Linked DNA regions of Canis lupus: region 2 is linked to region 1. A link is a contact called in public Hi-C data. All regions are on one chromosome and are shown on one strand. The core of a region is the stretch at or near the end of the contact, and the rest is flanking DNA. Distances in the headings are between cores, read along the strand shown.

Region 1 (5,761 bases), core at 2,759-5,258:
TATTCATAAGAGACACAGAGAGAGGCAGAGATGCAGGCAGAGGGAGAAGCAGGCTCCATGCAGAGCCTGATGTGGGACTGGATCCCAGGACCCTGGGATCATGACCTGAGCTGAAGGTAGACGCTCAACCACTGAGCTACCCAGATGACATCCCTGCACCCCTAGTCTTAACGTGGACCCCGCTCTCCAATTCTGCTTTAGACGGCATGGGGTCAGTGAGACACACTCCGGTTTCCTTTTCACAAGTTGTTTGGAGGCTTTGGGCTCATGGCCAGAACAGTTCAGCAAGGAGGCTGGTGTAGGTAACTACGTTTTACTTTGCCTCCTGAAGATGTGGAGCAGAACTAAACACAATCCCTCTTCCTAACGCAGAGCACGTCTTAATGCCAGAAGGAAGGGAATAAAATCAGAGTGAGACAGCGCTTACCAAGAAAAGACAAATGCGTGCTGACATCTTCTCCCCCACCGATGGGAAACCGGGGCAACTGGGTGTCAGTGAGTTTGGGGACCAGCATTTTTGAATTGGAGCTCCTCAAGCTTCTGTGAGTGCTTGCATGAATCTGATGGTCTTGTTAAAATGCAGATTCTTACTCATTAGGCCTGGGTGGTAGGGGCTGAGATTCTCTTAACAAGCTCCCAGGTGAGTGCAGCACCTTGCTCTACCTATGAGTAGCAAGAGTGTGCCCTGTACTAGGCCAGAAACAATCCTGTGGTTGATTCATGCCAGCGAAAGACAAAATTAGGTAAAACGGTTATTTTGTATCTGTTTTCTAATAGGTTCTCGGCTATTGTGTGGACTTGGCCATGGCTGGCAGAAACCACTGCTGTCCTGCTGGGGGTTGAACGCAATCCTGCGCCAGGATCCTTTGTAACCCTGCCTACTTAAGATTAATGGCTACTGGACAGTCCCCATCATACAGGCCCAGCACCAGCATAACCAAGAGAGCTCAAGGGTTTCAGGCCCAGCAGCCTGGACTTCATTGATTCCAACAGCCACCTGCGCCACACCCCCTTCTCCTGCCCCAAAGCCGGTACCAAAAATGAAAGCCCAACAGATGTGTGCTGGAAATCCAATGTGGCAGGCCTGGCCCATAGCAGAGCTGGTACTCTGAGGAAAGGAGGTGACAATAGGGTGGAAATTCCTGTGATCCTGCTGGTGTGGGCACGTGGGATGATGCGGACATGCTGTTGGGTGCACGTGCACCCATACACATGTGTGGGGTTGGGCTGAGGTGTTAAGAAGAGGGGTGGCATGGTTGGGCTGGGACCCTGACACACCTTTTTGAGGCCCACAGTGAGACATGCATTGGACATCCTCCCCCTGCTCATGCATACCTGTATATCTGAAATCAGGTTTTACATAACAACATGCAGCCTTACTGCATGTGACACCCTCTAATTTTTTTTTTTTTAAATTCTAAAATGCTGATTCTGATCCACTAAATTGATTTCAGGGCCCACTCTTGAGTCATGATGCAGATTTTGACAAATACTCAAGTACCTTAAGAGCCTTTTCTTAAATGGAGAATATGTGATTCTCTCATTTATTGTAGAGTAAAGAAGGCACAAGTCTTCTTTAACATGAGAAGATGTAATTTAGGAAATATGCATTTAAAATTGGGATTTCTTCAAATTCCATCCTGTAAGATCTTAGTGAAAAGATCTATTTCTTTGGTAAACTTGGAGCATCTAAGAAAATGGAAGAATGAATGAACTAGCATATTTATAGATACTTAAATCCTTGGATGGAAGATTTCAGGACAAATAAATTTATTTTTTTTAAAGATTATTTATTTATTCATAGAGACACACACACAGAGAGAGGCAGAGACACAGGCAGAGGGAGAAGCAGGCTCCATGCAGAGAGCCTGACGTGGGACTCGATCCAGGGTCTCCAGGATCATGCCCTAGGCTGCAGGCAGCGCTAAACCGCTGCACCACCAGGGCTACCCTGGGACAAATAAATTTTAAAAAAAGTATTATTGATAGGTGAGGTCCAAGTAGATACAAATAACAAATGTTTTTGAGATTAAAATTTATAATAACAGGATAATATGACTGATTTATAAATAATCTTTGAATATATCAGTAATAGAATGATAATGTCAATATTTACTGAGTCATTATATGCCTACTCTGTTAAACATTTTAATTCATAAAAACTTGGTCTCTTTAGAAACTTCCCTTTATTTTCAAAAACAGAGTGTGGCTCTGGGGGGATGAGGTGTATTGCCCTGGGTTGGTGACCTTGTTTCTTAGAGCTGAGAAGCAGCTTTTTTTGTTTTTGTTTTTAAAGATTTATTTTGTTGAGACAGAGAAAGCGCGCGTGTGCAAGTGAGCAGGGGGAGGGGCTGAGGGAGAGGGGGAGAGAATCTCAAGCAGACTCTCTGCTGAGGGCAGAGCTAGTTGTGGGCCTCCATCCGATGACCCCTGAGATCACGCCCCGAGATGAAACCAAGAATTGGACAGTCAACAGACTGAGCCACTGGTGCCCCTGGGAAGAAGTTTTTAGATGGTCTTGTCCAGAGCTTTAGAAGTTTCACAGGGGCAATATATTGTAGGGAAACACAGTGAGGGTGTAGTGGGGAGCAGAAAGAGGGGCTGGCGCCCTGAGCCCTTCAGTCCTCTGATCCAAGGTGGCTGCCTCAGCTATAACAAAGACCGATCTTGACCCAATCTGATCCAGTTTCCAATTCTGGGGAGGAGGAGTCAGATTGGCTCACCTGGGGTAGCTGTTCCTGTTCATGTAGTCACCTGTAGTCTGGGTCTGGGGTCATGAAGTATAAACACGGTATTAAGGCCTCAACTCTGCTGGCACGACGGATAGTTCTGAGCGTCATGGTCTGGGTGGATAACTCAAAAGTGGTTACCATACTGCGGGACCCTTTGTTAAAATAAGATCTTACCTAAGAGCCAAACACATAGGATGGATAAAGACAGGGTTGTTCTTGTAAAGGGTATGGGGACCAAAGTCCTCCCAAACTGGCACCCCTTCCCTGGGACATGGGAGTGTAGTTTTGAAAACCATGGATCTATTTCTCCCCCCTCATTTTTATAGAAAAATGAGGCTAGGGAGTGGGGTCACCTCCCAGAGGTACACAGCAACTGAGTGTCAAGGCTGGGACTGGCCCCAGGGCCTTGGCTCCTACTGGAATGTCTGCTCATCTCCTCGCTCTGTCTCCTCATGCCCAGCTACACAAACACACCACTGCCAGGAAAAGCCTTTTGTTTCTTTTTAAATTCCTCTTTTTAGGGGTGCCTGGGGGAACGCCTGGGTGGCTCAGTGGTTGAGCATCTACCTTTGCCTCAGGTCGTAATTGAGTTCTGCATGGGGTCCCCACAGGGAGCCTGCTTCTCCCTCTGCCTGTCTCTGCCTCTCTCTGTGTCTCTATGAATAAATAAATAAAATATTTAAAAGAAAAATCCTCTTTTTAGAAAGAAAACCACTTTTGTATTTCTACGGTGAGTTGATTTTAACTTGCAGAGTTAAAAAAATAAATAAATACAAGTAAGAGAATGGAACGCCAGAAGAAGACTTGTGTCCCCGCTGGAAGGGTGACTTGAGGGGTGCTGGCAGGGCCTCCTCTTGTGCGCTCACTGGACCAAGCCTTGCCCAGCACCTCGATTCAGTCCTCATCTCTCCTTTGGACACACACAAGGGTCTGCTGGCACAGACAGGCTTGCTCTGGTCCCTGACCATGTCTTAGGTTGAAAATGTGCTTTGGTGGCTCCCATAGGATAGTGACTTTGGTTTCAACGCCTCCCAGTGATGCCTCCACGTGTGGGCATGAGTCTTGATGAAGCACTTTTCAGGAACGTGCTAAACTGGATGACCCATTTCCACTGGGGTTGTTACATGTAGCCTTGGGGGGATACCCTCCACATCTCCTGGCCGGCCATTCCAGGGAAGGGCGCTTGGCTGGCTGCTGGCAGGGAGCAAAGGCCCGCGGCTCCTCCGTGCACCGGGTCACAAGGGCTGTCTGGAGGCTCCGGCCTGCGTCTACATGCAGGGCCACTTGATGGCACTGTTAGAATTGTGGAACGGAGGCTGCCTGCCTCAAAACAGTACCCCCCCACCCCATTCTAATCCTCTCCAAACTCATTTCCACCCACCTTCTCCCAAACAGAGGCAGAAAAATTTCCTAGCCTGTTCCTCCTGGCGTGTCCCCCACCCTCTGCAACCCATTCCTGGCTGGATGTGAAGATGTAGTGGCCCCTCTGGCCTCTCTCTCACTGCTGCGCTCCCATCTTTCCATCCTGCTCTCTAAATCTTTACCATTCTGCATGTCCCAGGGGGACCTCCGGGGTTCCAGGCCATCTGCCGGAGGAGAAAGGGCCATGAAAACTTCTAAGAACCTGGGGATCTAAGAGAGAGAAAGCAGAAGTGTGTGGAATCCTGCTGGCCACGGGACTTGTTTTCTAGAAGGAAGAAGCAGTTGGCCGTGGGGGGAGAGCACAGGCTGCGTGGTGAGGGGTCACTGGGAGAAGGTGCTGGGAGGAATGGGAGGAATGTGCAGACAGTGGGGGGCAGGAAATGGGCTCTCTCAGCCGGAATCTTGGCATTAGGTTGCACGGATTAAAGGCTTTCTGTTCTTGGCTTCCCAGCTGCCACTGTGTCAAAGTCCCCCTGGACCCACTGACCCTCGGGGTCAAGGGTAGGCGGGGGCATGGTGCTGGGCGACCCTTGACTTCATCCCTTGTCTTGGCCTCTGGTTCCCTGTTCTTGCTGCCACTTCCTCTTTCTCCGAGCTGTTGGGGGGAGGGACCACGAGCTGGGGAAGGCGCGACAGCACCACTGCCCCACTCTGGCACCCCAGACCTCAGGTCTCCCCACCACAGAGCACCCACCACTGCCCAACCCGCCCCAGGCTCCTATCCCCAAGGACAGGAAGGAGAAAGCGCCATATGGCCAGGGAGGAATTCATTGTAAGGAAAGCATCTTCCCCTAAACAATTACCAGGAAATACTGTCTTGACTGATTCTCGGACATGCGCTGCCCTCTTGGCAGAGTTATCTGGAGGCTTGTTAAACCACGTAAAAGCTGATGAGACAGTCCCCAAACTCAGAGTGGCCCACACAGCGCAGGCCGCAGAAGCCTCCCGGTTCCCCCTTGGTGGGTGCTGGGAGTGCCCCCCATGTGGCTCCTGCCCCCCAGCCAGCCAGCGCCCGCTCTGAGCGGGGACCCAGGCCACGGGAGGGCAGGTGCGTGCCTTCAACCCCATGAGTAATACTCGCCTTTTCATCTTCAAAGGGCCTTCCCAAGATTAACCAATTAGTCACCCTTAGGAAAGCTACAAAGCAGGCTGTTACTGTCTTCATTAAGCCTGAGGTGGGGGAGGGAGGTGAGTGGAGTCCCCACCCCAGGCCAGTGAGAGTCTGGGTTTGGGTGCAGGTGAGCAGTCACTCGGAATGTCCCAGGGTGTCCGAGGGTGTGCAGTGCTGAATCAAGAATGTGCTAGAGCAGAGGTTGGAGCTTCTCAATGGGCAGAAGCTGGGGGGAGGCCACGGAGGGGTGAAGGGAAGGATTGGAGGATCTTTTTTTCTTTTTCTTTTTCTTTTTTTTAAAGATGTTATTTATTTATTCATGAGAGACCCAGAGGCAGAGAGAGAGAGGCAGAGACACAGGCAGAGGGAGGAGCAGGCTCCATGCAGGGAGCCTGACGTGGGATTTGATCCCGGGTCTCCAGGATCACGCCCTGGGCTGAAGGCAGGTGTTAAACCGATGAGCCACTCAGGGATCGATCCCCTTCTTTTTCTTTTT
Region 2 (6,130 bases), core at 2,628-5,127, 310 kb after region 1:
TACCAGGTACAAATGTGATAGACCCAGGAAATTTAGTAAATCCATAGTATAGATGCAAGGTTGAATACAGCAATATTGAAAATGCAAGTATAATAAAGCATGTTTGGAGGAAACATCCAACAGCCTCCTGGTTTATTTAGGGAAGACAGGCTTGAAGAGGCACTCTGAATGATGGAAGGGTGTAAGTATGGAAAAGAAGATGGGGAAGATCTGAGAGCTCTGGGCATGCTTCATGACAGCTGAATATGCAGGGGGAGGACCAGGGGGAGGGGTAAAAAAATGCATCCGCACACACACCAAAAAAACGTTTCCAGAAATACAGAAAGCCTAGGCCCAAACTCACACTGCTGTTTTCGTGAAATTTCCCTGTGATTCTTTGCACCCCCTCCCAAAGTGGTCCATAACCAGAGTGTGTTGCCATGGCAACAAGCTCAGTAGGGGAGCCACTCAGCATTACCCGGTAATTCACATCTGTGCCTGCTTCTCTCCCTCCCTCTCCTCTCCTCTCCTCTCTCCCCTCTCTTTTTATCTGTAAGTGGAAAGCAGCTCATGAGTGACGCCACCCTGAAGCTGATGGTTCTGGAAGAAGGGGACAAGAGCCTTTCTTTTGGGAGGGTGTCCCCCCCTCCTGCAAAGTTCCTTTCCTCTCTCCGTTGGTTGCACTCCCTCACCCAGGGGTGGAAGGAGCTGCCTCAGAGGGGCAGGTAGATCCTCCTCTGGGGAAGGCTGGGAACCCACCACAGCATCTGACCTTTGCTGCAAGAAAAGCTCTTCTTTAAAGGCTATGGAACTAGGAACTAGGGAATTTGCCTGCGGGATTTTACAAGCTCCCTTGACTTCCTTTGGGGTCAGGCAGGCAGAAGGGGGACAGGTGAGGTGAGATGTAACACTTCCAGCCCCAACCGCTGAGTCTGAGTGCCCACAGCCTTCCCTTTACCCCGCTGCTTCCTTGTCTTCTCTCTAGTCTGGTTCTCTTTCTTTCCTTCCTTGTTTCTAAATGCTCTTCCTCCCTTCCCAACCCAGGCCCAAAGCAATGGGTGATGAAATAGGCTGGGTCAAGGATGGGGCTCATTCAAGGTTGACTCAGGGAGGGCCCAGTGGAGAAGCAATGTTTCTATCCCTTCGCTCCCACCTCCTGCTCTGTTTTTGCTGAGTTCTGTGAAGTTACAAACAATGGTTTGGGGTCAATCCAACTCACCTCCTTTCTACCATTTTCCTTCCCCTAAGATTAACTACCCATGCCTCTGGTCTGTGCCTTACAGAGCATGAGAAAGGCATTCAGCAGCTCTGAAAGAGTTGGTCCCTACAGAAAAAGTTATGCGTAAATGCCACCAAAATCTGAATATGACGAGGTTATTATTGTGATGGCATGTTTTTTAGGAGACTCATTTGCTGGGGTAGCCTAGGGCTTGGATGATTTCATCTCTGTGTCGCTTTGCTTTGCCTGCTCTTGCTTTCTAAAATAGTGTCTCTCTTTATTTCTTAAATAAGCTGTCTATTCATATGATCACGATTTAAAATATTTCAAAGAATTTATTATGAACAGTCTCCCTCCCACTCCTCTGCCCCACACAGCCATTCCCCTTCTGAGAGCCAACCAATATCATTAGTTCCCATCGGGGACATTTCAAGTGTGCACAAGCAAAACACATGTGTGTTTTTTCTTTTCTTTTTCCTTTTAATATTAAGTCCTAAAAATCAGGGTTTCAGGGTTTAGAAGATCCCACCCAATGAATATCCCCTGACTTGTTTTGTATCCAGCTTATTTTATTAATGAAGTCTATGCTTTATTCAAGTATCTGTGTAGGGATCAAATAAGTAAGTTCTTGGGTGATCACAGGCTTCTTCTTCTTCTTCTTCTTTTGATTTTAAGAATCACCTTCCTTCCCTGTCTATTCCCAGAATGACAGAGAAGGGACACAGAGAGCCAGGTTGTGTTTGTTCCTTGCTGCCTGGCAAGGAGCAGGTGCTCATAGTGTTTGCCAGGTGAAGATGGCAGGAGAGGGGAAGAAGGCCATCACAGGCCTAGAGCCCACTCCTTTGGAGAATTGGGATCTGCCTGACAAGCTCCAGTGGTGGAGAGAGTGCTGGCTGCCTTTCTCAGGGGAGCGGGGGTGCTCTGCTGCCTCTTGTCCTCCTTCAAGAAGGAGAAAACCTACCGTCTCCAGGCAGCGTTGGGGATGGGGGTGGGAAGGAAGGAGAGAATCGACCAGACTGCTTATTTGACTTTAACCGACTCCATCCGTATTTCAGTCAAAGCTGCTCAAAATGGCTCTTGTGGGCAGACAGGGCCTGAGTCAGCCAGTCAATAACACTCATCGAGTGTTCCCTCGGTACAGAGCCCAGAGCCCAGAGCCCAGTGCTGTGGAACGGGAAACCAGAGGTGTGCAGTTCAGGTCTTGTCTGAGTTATTGAGAATCAGAGGAAAACAGAGAGAGGACAGATGCGCCCGAGAAGGACTCGGGGGCCCATTAGCATGCACACAGAAACCGGGACAGATGAACACGCAGGACCCTTCTCTTGGCTCAATTTCTGAGAAGGGAGCAAAGACCCTCAGTTGCCCACCCACGTGTCCAGGCCACAGGGGTCACCATCCGCTGGAGCAGTGCTCCAGGACCCAGGCTTTGCAGACAGGGACCTGGGTTGGGATGTCCCTCCGCACTGCTGGATGTGCTGCCTTGGTGTGCTTCTAAGGCAGTCCAAACCTGTTTCCTTATTTGTGACTACCCCCATGCCTTACAATTGAGGTGAAATAAGAAATTGGATCCAAAATGTCTTCTGGGAGCAAGCACAGGGTGGGCACTCAGTGATTGGCAATATTTATTACTATTCTTACAATCATTCTAGAATCTCCCCCTCTGGAAATCTGTATGAAAGGGTTTCATGCTTCTATTGCCCCCTCTCTGGCTGGCGAATCTTTTCCCTTTTTCCTGTCTTACCTCTGAGCCTAGTCCACTGGCCCTCAGCCCCTTCAGGGCTGCCCAGCAGTGAGGCCAGGACTGGGTGAGATCCATCCTCAGGGACGGTGACCCGTGTTGGCGCTGCTGGGCCAAGTCAAACAAGAGGATCCTTGCTGCATGTTCTGTCCCTGGAGCTACTGGGCTGAGGGAGAAAGCCAGGATGAGAAGCCAGAAGATGGAGCCAAAGGTTAGATGCCAGAACGCAGCCAGGCTCTGTATGGGGAGCTGGACAGGCCAATGGCAGGTAGGATTGGGAAGCCAAGAAATAACCATGTGGTGCATGCTATGCTGGGTCAAGCGAGAGAAGCTTCTGGCAAGGTGTATCTTTTCTGTGAGGCCATTTAAAGCCAGAAATGACATAGGGGTCTTCTTTAGTTGGATTTAATCAAGCTCTGCGGTGGGAGAGCTCGGGAGGATGGCACATGGGGGAGGGCACCACCTGGATCAGTTGACCAGAATCCCAGCATGCCATACCCAGAACAGATTGGAACATTGCCACGGGTTGTGCTAGAGCCCCTGTGGCAGTAACAGCCCAGTAGAGGCCACTGTCAGAGCTCTCTCTCTTGCTGGGACCTAGAACATACCTCTGAACCAGGCTTCTGCCTCCTCTTGGCCTCCCCCACCCCCACATCTTCTTCACACAACCACCAAAGTGATGGCAAAACCTTATAGACCAAACCCATTACAGCCCTTGAGGCCCTCTAATCCAACGATTGGTTTTAATCCTCTCCAGAATGTATATTGGAAGTCCTGCAGGCTCCCTACCTTCCTCCCAAGTCACCTTTGCTCTGTTTTACAGACAGTAGACTCATTCCTGCCCTGAGGCCTTGACCCAACAGCTCCCTTCTCTAGGAATGCTGCTCCCCAGATCTTGCAGAGCTGGCTCCCTCCTCCATCCAGAACTAAAGGTCATCTCTCCAGAGGCCTTTGCTGCCTGCCCAGGTGTTTTTTCATCCTGCTTTAGTCCTCTGAAGAGTGGTTATCACTGTGTGCTATTTCTCAGTTTATGTGTGGCTGTTTATCTATTCCTGGTCTCCACCCGCTAGTCTGGGAACTCCCTGGGAGTGGGCACTTTGTGATCTCTGCTCTCTCTCTCCAAGTCAAGAGAAGGGCCAGGTGGAGGCCTGTCAAGTGGAGGATGCCTCCCCATTTGAGAACTGTGGGTTGGGTTCCCAGGGAGGTTATCCTTGGTGGCTTGGAGGTGGGATAGGGATAGGATTGCATCCTCCATATCCAATGAAATACCTGAGGGCACATTTGAAAATATCAGATTTCCACAAGGGGACCTGGAGATGGAAGAAGCTGCCTAGAAGATTAGGAACTTCCAGAAAGATGCAGGAACCCAGCAGGTAGGGACGAGCCAGGGTGGAGAGGACAGCACTGTGACAGAACTGCTCCCAACAAGGCCCCTGTCTTCCCTGCTCACCAGCAGCACAGGGCTGGAGGGCTGGTGGCTCAGAGTCTCCCCTGTCCCAATACCCACTGCCATCTTAAGAGTCATGTCAAGAATGTTTTTCTATTTAAAATTTGAAATTAGGGGCACCTGGGTGGCTCGGTATTCCAGCGGCTGCCTTTGGCTCAGGTCATGATCCCAGGGTCCTGGATACAGTCCATTGTTAGGCTCCGCGTGGAGAGCCTGCTTCTCCCTCTGCCTGTGTCTCTGTCTCTCTCTGTGTGTCTCTCACAAATAAATAAATAAAATCCTTAAAAAATAAATAAATAAAATAAGATAAAATTTGAAATTACCGTTGACAATACTATTCTTCAAACTTTGTGATTGTTGCCTCTAGGGACCAGCTGGGTAACTAAATATTTTTGGGGAGTTCTAATGAATCATGACGATGTGACTATATACAAACAGGCCTGTTCTTGCATTTACTCACAAGTGATGATGCCAGAAAGAACTGTGTGTGGATTTTCATTATTTGTCACAAGTTAAGGCCGCAGGCCTGGGTCACTGTAAAACATGACTCAGCGCTGGAAACACGGTACTAGTTTTTCCCGAGTCACTCTTGTTCCTTTCCTTTTTTCCCTGCCCCTGCTGGCCTCACTGCATTCCTTTCTGATAGTGAAAGACAGATCAGTGAGGGCATCAGAGGATTTGCCTGGCAGGGTCTTTTTGTCTTCAGCTTGATCAGTAGAGCTGGGTCTCGTGAAACCGCTGGATACCTTGATTTTTCCTGGTGGCTCCTTTTGTTTTCTCTTTGGGTTTCTGGTGGCTTGGTTTTGAAACCAGGGGCAGTGTGCATGGAGAATGTGCCCTGCCTTCCACTGAGCTCCTAGCTCTGACAGCGTTTTGGAAATTGTAAAGTGCACACGTGGTAAGGAATGCTGCTGCTGGTGGATCCTTCCTCCCAGAGGCTGACGGATCCCGTGCTAGTCCATTGCCTCTCTCGTGATAAAGATGCTGGGCTTTCCTGACCATCTACTCCAGGGACTGCGTATGTCCAGGAGAGGCCAGCCTGGGGCTTCCCCTGCCCTTGCTGTTCTCTGCAAGGCACAGCAAAGAAGGCTGCCCTGGAGGGAACACATACCCCTAAGTGTCTCTCTGATCAGTGAGTCCTTGGCTCGAAAGCCCACACTGTCTGGTGCACAGGTGGCCACAATGCAGGATGGACTTCCCTACCTTTAGGTTGGATCCGGTTCCCAGAGTTCACTTAGCCAACCCACTGATTTCCATCAGTAGCCCCTAGTATAGCCTAAAATATATCTATAGCTTCTTCCCTGGGAGTCGGGCCCAGTATCTCTGGGTTTGGATGTGCCATGGAGATTCTTTCCTCACCCCCTCTACAGCCTTGGAGAAGCTGAGCCTCAGGACGGCAGAGTCTGTCCTTGCTGTCAAGCAGAGCAGGGTTGCCATGGACTGTTGTGCAGGGGAGCATGCAGTAAATGTCTCTGGGGGCCCTTGGCAAGGACCACGTTCCTGCTCAACTGCACCTGGTGAGTCCGGGCAGAACTCCTCACCGGGAGGCAAGGCACCATCCTAATCACAGGTCATACTCACAGATCAGAATTTTCCCAGAGAATCAAAGATGCTGTCTCCATCACTTTTCCTGACCCCTACTCGATTGTACTGTCCCTAAGGTCACATTTCCCTCCAGGTGACTTTGCACATAGGCAATGTTCAATAAATGTGCATAAGGTTCAAAATCCCTGCAGCCAAAGCCAGC

Evidence for each region. Hi-C and Micro-C count contacts between places; a contact is called where the count stands out from the background.
Region 2: a Hi-C map of amygdala shows a contact between it and region 1, with 5 times the contacts expected there. The contact joins two enhancer-like sites. A contact is called at or near these places in 2 of 9 Hi-C or Micro-C datasets (amygdala and liver).

Annotation. Positions count from the first base shown.
Region 1 is chr4:5,202,538-5,208,298 of UU_Cfam_GSD_1.0, forward strand. No RefSeq gene overlaps it. Among named protein-coding and RNA genes, the nearest start is that of TOMM20, 47 kb to the left of the region's middle. Within about 2 kb of position 4,009, at least 12 of the 20 cell types and tissues checked have an H3K27ac peak or open chromatin away from gene starts, as enhancers often do.
Region 2 is chr4:5,515,509-5,521,638 of UU_Cfam_GSD_1.0, forward strand. LOC119871435 (a long non-coding RNA gene) reads right to left here. Exons shown (of 3, transcript XR_005357765.1): 2 at 2,940-3,102. Among named protein-coding and RNA genes, the nearest start is that of IRF2BP2, 99 kb to the right of the region's middle. Within about 2 kb of position 3,878, at least 7 of the 20 cell types and tissues checked have an H3K27ac peak or open chromatin away from gene starts, as enhancers often do.